2 separate regions of the Aedes albopictus genome follow, and region 2 is linked to region 1. The links are chromatin contacts, called in public Hi-C maps. All regions are on one chromosome and are shown on one strand. Each heading gives the region's core, a stretch centred on a gene start, on an enhancer-like site or on the middle of the called end of the contact. The rest is flanking DNA. Distances are from core to core; before and after follow the strand shown.

Region 1 (3,384 bases), core at 511-3,010:
TAGAATCATGTGTGAAACGGTGTAAAGAGTGTACTCTGGTGTCCTGTCTTGGAGCTCCGGAGCCACTGAAGCGTACAAAAATGCCAGACAAACCGTGGACGGATATAGCCGTTGATTTTATGGGCCCTCTCCCCTCAGGGCATTCACTGTTCGTCATAGTTGACTACTATAGTCGATTCACAGAAGCGGTGGTCATGAGATCAATTACAGCTGCGCGAACTATTGAGGCCTTACACGAGACATTCAGTAGGTTTGGGCTTCCTGAAAGTATTAGGTCAGACAACGGACCACAATTCATAAGCGATGAGTTCAAGTCATATTGTGAGGAATATGGAATCACATTGCTGAGAACAACACCTTATTGGCCACAAGCTAACGGCGAAGTGGAGAGGGCGAATAAAACAATCTTGAAACACCTCAAGATAAGCCAAGAAACGGAAAATAACTGGATGTGGGATCTACGATCGTTTCTGTTAATGTATAATTCAACTCCGCATGCATCAACCGGAGTCGCACCGTCAACATTAATGTTTGGACGCCTTTTCCGTGACAAGTTGCCTGCTTTCGGCGATAAAACTCTGCGAACGGATCAAGAAGCTGTATGCGACCGAGATTGGGAGAGGAAACTTAAAGATGCGGAATATACGAACACACGCCGTCAAGCAAAATCATCTGAACTGAGAGAGGGAGATGTGGTAGTATGCAAACGAATGACAAAAGAAAACAAGTTGTCCACCACGTTTGCTCCGGAAGAGTATGAAATAAGGGAATTAAACGGGTCAGATGCTACACTACGATCATTCGAAACAAATCGAGAAGTACATCGAAACGTAGCACATCTGAAGCGGTTGCCAAGCCATCAATCAAATCAAAGCCAAACACCGGGAGATTCGACACCAGCGCCAGAGACTTCGAGTACAACATCGAGTGCTGCCAACAACGAATCACTGGACGTCCCTCCATCAGTGCAAGACGAGAGTATAGCTATCGACGAAGATATTGAGCCGATCAACATCACGAGGCCAACCAGGACACAACGAAGGCCCGCATACTTGAACGAATATCATACAGATGCAGTTTGTGACTATTCAGAATAGGGGGGATGTCGGAGCCAACTAGGCCCTTTATGAAATACATAATTAACATAATCAGAGATTTGGCAACACTTCCTGACGAGATCAGTCAGTTAGAGATACGGACGGACAGCGCGACGTCGTGGCCGCGAGGTTAAAGAATAAAGTAAGTTTTATCAGGAAATTATAGGTTTATTACTCGATCGATCCGACAACTATTATAGGTGGCAATTCTTTGTATTGGCGCTTAATGATGACGCAGGTACATAAGTACTTACCGGCTATGAAGTAGGATAACCATTTCACCGTCATTTCCACGTCCCCCAGGGCGGAGGGATTTCCGGACACCCACTTGACATATTTGCCGTACAAGTTGCGTAGTTCATTCCACGGCATGGAGGATTCCATTATTGATTAGCACTAATCTTCTAATATCTCACTTAATTCCATACAATCACTTCGAGGTCACGGTTTTTTTTTATCAAAATCCAGACACACACCTTTGCAGAGATCAAAGGTTGAATGGAAATAATTACTGCTTGTTATGTACTGATGATAAACGATCGACGAAGGGTCGAAACATCCGACACATTAGAAGGTAAATAATGACTGCGGACTAGTCTTGTCACCGAAAGAATGCAAAAGAAAACACGAAAGAAACGAGTGACAGGTATGAATGAAATTTTATAAATAATAGTATACTATTTATTTTTACACACTTCACCGTTTTGTCCTGCCATCAGAGAGAGCGGCATGCGTTAGTGATTAGAGATGCTCAAATGAACAAGGGGCGAGTCAATGGGGATAAAGTTTATGTTAAAGTTGTATTTTTTTTTGTACTACCCAGTTGTGAAGTTAACGTGAATTAAACTGCAGCCTTTCTGCTGGTTTAGAGGAAACGGCGGAAAACGTTTTGTTTGTTTGCCCGCGTTTTCACACAATAGAGGCTTGCAGCAAAAACAAAATCTCATCGAATTCTCATACGATTTGTAAACATTGCCCTCTTTTTTTGCGGGCAAGGACGGCTTTATGGACCGACACACGTTATGTCTGAACCAGCAGATTATAAAAATCAAATGTACATAGGGTTTCTTTCCATAAAACATCACAACCTATGCTATATTATCATATGCGGAAACTTTTAAAATAGTTCATCGGGGAAAATTTGATTTTTCATCTTTTTAACTGTTTTTCATACAAAATTTCATGAAATTCTCATTTTTGCCCCATTTTTCTCCCATACAAAATGTATGGAAAAATTTTCACCGATAGAATATTTTGAAACCTTCTGCAAATGAAAATATGGCTTGAATACTGATGACTTATGGGAAGAAATCCGATGTACATTCTAACTTTATTATCTGCTGGTTCAGACATAGCGTGCCACGCCGAAGGAAAGAATGAGAAGGAGATAATGATGATGTGCAAGCTCCCATGCATGACCGCATGCTTTCCACATGCAGGGAGGACACAACTCCGGACAATCTTGTCCAGAGGATGTGTAGGGATGAGTTTGGCTGGAATGCCGTTTCAACGGCTATCATCCACACAGTCGTAGAGCTACAGAAGAGGAGAATGGCCAATGCAGAGGCTACACAATAGGTGGTCCAAGGGTTCGGAGTCGGCTCCCTATGCCAACACGGTTTGACGTCTGTCAGTTGTTGCAGTTAGCGAATAACATTCGATAACCGAAACATAACATGTTGCACTTATCAAACGTCTACTGAACTCAAATTTAAAACGAAAGCTAAAAAAAAAAATATGCCAAAAAAAAAATTTGATTTTACAGAATAGAAAAACACGATTTAAGCAACAATAACATTTTTTGTCATTTCATTGTTACGAATCTCTTGTACCGGCTTTTCGAGAGGGTTACAGCACAGACAAACAGACGTAACACTCTGATAATTCCCATCGTACTTCGATTTAACGATCTTTTTCAAAATTTGATAGTTGGCCAACTACTCACCTGTGGCGCTCACATCGTTGTTGTTCGAGTTTGACGTTTGCTCACTACCGCCACCTAGTTGATGGTCGGCCAAACTTAGTCATTTTAGCATTGGGCGAATATGTTTCCGTGACTATGATTTGAATCGAAAAATGTTCTAAGCGAGGTTCTAAGTGTTACGTCTGTTTGTCTGTGGTTACAGAATACCCTCTTCGAATGAGTGTAATCAGTTTTGTACCTTTTAATTCCTTTGACAGATACGCGTATATCGACTACCACTTGTAATCTTCCTCAGTGCATAACTGACACTGAGGAAGATTACAAGTGGTTCTGTGGGCTTCGTGGCCATGCGGTTAGCGCCGG
Region 2 (3,389 bases), core at 135-2,634, 270 kb before region 1:
GATTCCGGTTTTGCATGTGATCCGGTAAGTTTGCAGTAATTAGCCGAAACAAGCTGCAGGCATGGAAACAGCATCCGTCAAGCGAAGCAGCTCTTAGTGACAACCGAGGTGACAACGCGTTCTCTGGTAGAGCAAATTGGAGCTATCAATGTTGTGCAGTTTATTTTGTCTGCTCAGAAGTATCGAATCCTGTCACTATTACACACAATATGGAAACAACATGTGCATTTCATGCTTACTATGGCCATTGTATTGTTTAAACATTGTGAAAACTCACGAAAGCTAAACTGCCCATAACTGCATAACAGTCACATTCGACAAAAGTAGGCATTGGAGAAAATTGAGCTCAAAGTTTGCAACTTGCACTAGTATGGAAAAGGATCTAAATTTCTAAAATTTGGCAAAAATTCAAAGTAATTTACTTCGCAATGAAATCTTCTACAGCTCTTCTTGTATGCTGGGCGAATAGTTCAAAAAAATATTAGAGCAAAATATGATTGGTTGTACATTATGAGACGTTATGTATTTCCAGTGTGACTGTTATGCGGTTACATTCGTTAATATTTGTTAATGAGACAAAACGACTTGGTATTTTTTTCACATTTTTTGGAACAAACTTGTAAAGTTCATTTGGATAGATGAAAGTACTGATGATTTGGAGATGAGCCCCGGTATCAACTCAATTTTGACAAAAACTGCAAATGTTACAAATATGCAGTTATGGGCAGTAAAATTAATCGTCGAACTTGCAAAAAGGAAAGATAAACAATTATTCATATATCGTTAATGGTATCGTTATCATAAGTGTAATAATACTCGTAAAGTATTGAATAATGTCAATTCAGAAACTTCAATCATCGAATCATAAACCCATCGTTGCTGTTGTAATAATCATTCCACGAATTAAATTCTTATGATATGAACGATAGCTTGAACGATATATTTCTATGCGGGTATACGTCGTTTTCAAAATTTGTTACTGAATTCTAGTTTCGGCGTTGCCAACCTTCCAGATTTATCTGGATTTATCCAGATTTTTGAGGTCTCATTTAACAAAAGTCTGGAAGATCCAGACATTTATTTTCCGGATTTGTAAGGTTTTGCTCGGAATTTGTAAGGTTTTTGCCCGGAATTTGTAAGGTTTTTACGCAAATCCAGACTTTTCCAGACAAATCTTCCTAAATCATCCAGATTTTTCCAAAATTCACCTGGCGCTAGGATGTTTCGTGTAGCTTGTTTGTTGCTGACAGTCAGTGGCTGCGTTATTTGTTGCTCCGTTTTGACTAGTCCGTTCCACCCACAATTTCCAATTGGAACGACTGTCAGTTGTGTTTGTGTGTGTGAAATCATCTTTCATTGTGTAATGTGTCATTCATAAAACAGTACTCCGTTGTTGCTCAGCCAAAGCAGCATCGACGAAAACGACGGAGCACCAACAGAGAGCAGGCCACCAATGAGAAGGAAAGAGTTGGAAAATACAGGTGTGTTGCAGCCAGAGTACCAGCAGGGCCCAGAGTGAGTAGTGTGTCATATTTTTTTCCCTGGTCTATCATTCAAGTGAGCGAATTTACCTGGAACGGAACTTTAATTGATTCTCCATTCGCAGTAGAAACAAAGGGGAAAAGAACGGAGTTCCTGAGTTCGGTGGCTGGTAAAAGTGCTATATTTGTGGCAAGGTAACGTCCGACTACATACAACGGAAGTTGGCCTTTGTTCAGGAGTTTTGGATGTGAAGAAAAAGTGTTTCTTCGAGCTGCACCATCATCGATCGATTTTGCTTGGATGGCTGGTTGGTTGGCAGCTGCGAGAAAAAGAGTTTCTGGAAAATTTGCTGGAAACGTCATATGATTAGGTTGTTGGAGCTAATTTCAGGAAGGTTAGTTTCTTTGTTTAATGCATGCTATTTTGATTGTTAATTTTTAATTACCTCATTTACAGATACTGAATTCAGTCCTGATTCATCATAATTAGATATAACGAGAGAAGTTTCAAGGTCACTACAATATGTCTAGTCAAATTCCTCCACTGGTTTGTCATACTCCGCCTCCAATGGATTTCGACGATGAGGAGGAGGATGAAGTGGATTTGCCGGACCCGGAGGATGATTTTGACGACTTCAATTCGGTACCACCTGCCGAAGGAAGTGAAGATTTGCCAACGCCTGTGCCACCTCCACTGCCTGATTTCGATTCCCCTGTGAGACGAGTCCGAAAATCACCTTCGGTAGAAGGAAGTCCACGGAAAGAAGAAAAAGTCATTTCGCCTCTTCCGATCCCACAAGCCGTACCGGAAGATGTGACATGTGAAGTGGAACCGGACCAATCGAGGAACGAAAGTCCACCGTCCTTGATACTATCTCAAAACAACTTTTCTGAGAATGATGTTCCAAGTGATGACGAATTTCAAGATTTCGCTTTTCACCCACCGCAACCACAAGAAGAGTCGAGCATACCGGGAGCCGAGGACAATATTAGCATACCGTCCTTGCACCTAGATGCAGAAGTTTCGAAATCTGCTACACCAGTTCAGCTGTCAGAAAATGAAACCAGCGAACGGGATTCTTCACCTCAAGAACTCGACCCGGACCATCCGGCCCCGGAAGCGGTTCCGGATCCCGCCGCCATCACCCCTATTGCGGCCGAAGATCCCTGTAGCCGTTTCGACGACAACACCGAAAATGATTTTACTGATTTTACTACCGCCTCGAACGAAAGATCTGCGGTCCTGGAAGTGCCCACAGCCAACGATGTGTCCTTCGACGATGACTTCGCTCACATCGAATCAACACCCTCGGCGGACAGTAACTTCGTGTCGCAGAGCAAAACCGACTTTGCCACGTTTGATGCTGATTTCAGCAAGTTTGATTCATTTCCTGCATCATTCCCGGCGGCCACGACGACCACGACGGCTACCTTTGACGAACCTACGGGGAGCGTACCGAAGGACACGACAGACGCTGCCAAAGAAGAAACAGTTTTACATGAACCGATTGCAAAAGAGGAGGATGACTTCGATGGAGATGATTTTGACGATTTTCAGGTAAGTGTTAGTTATCTATTTTCTATTTGAATGGTAGCTACGCAGATGACAATAAATAGTCCTGTTCAACGACGTAGGTTGAACTTGCTCGAACTTGCTTCATCCCGCTCTTTCCCGTTTGTTGACAAATGGATAAGAGTAGGATGCAACAACTTCGAGCAAGTTCAACTTACGTCGTTGAACAGGACATATCGCGATGCGTGGGATATTTTTTCAGTAGAATTGCTCGAGAAATGAGTTAATAGTGCTTTTTCTAGACCGCAGTACGGTTCTAAAAAAATGTCAAAACTTGTCGTTCTCGGTCAAGAAAAAAAAAGGTTGTGCAACTTTTCTCCGAATGTTGTTTTTCC

The links. Hi-C and Micro-C count contacts between places; a contact is called where the count stands out from the background.
Region 2: a contact with region 1 is called in a Hi-C map of whole body, with 4 times the contacts expected there. The contact joins the promoter of LOC109429690 here to the promoter of LOC109429722 in region 1. A contact is called at or near these places in 2 of 3 Hi-C or Micro-C datasets (embryo and whole body).

What each region holds. Positions count from the first base shown.
Region 1 is chr1:229,796,923-229,800,306 of AalbF5, reverse strand. LOC109429722 (peroxisomal membrane protein PEX16) reads right to left here and starts at 1,760. Exons shown (of 4, transcript XM_029870866.2): 1 at 1,352-1,760. The coding sequence starts at 1,481.
Region 2 is chr1:230,064,818-230,068,206 of AalbF5, reverse strand. LOC109429690 (mucin-5AC) reads left to right here and starts at 1,384. Exons shown (of 7, transcript XM_019705704.3): 1 at 1,384-1,515; 2 at 1,607-1,876; 3 at 1,939-3,039. The coding sequence starts at 2,005.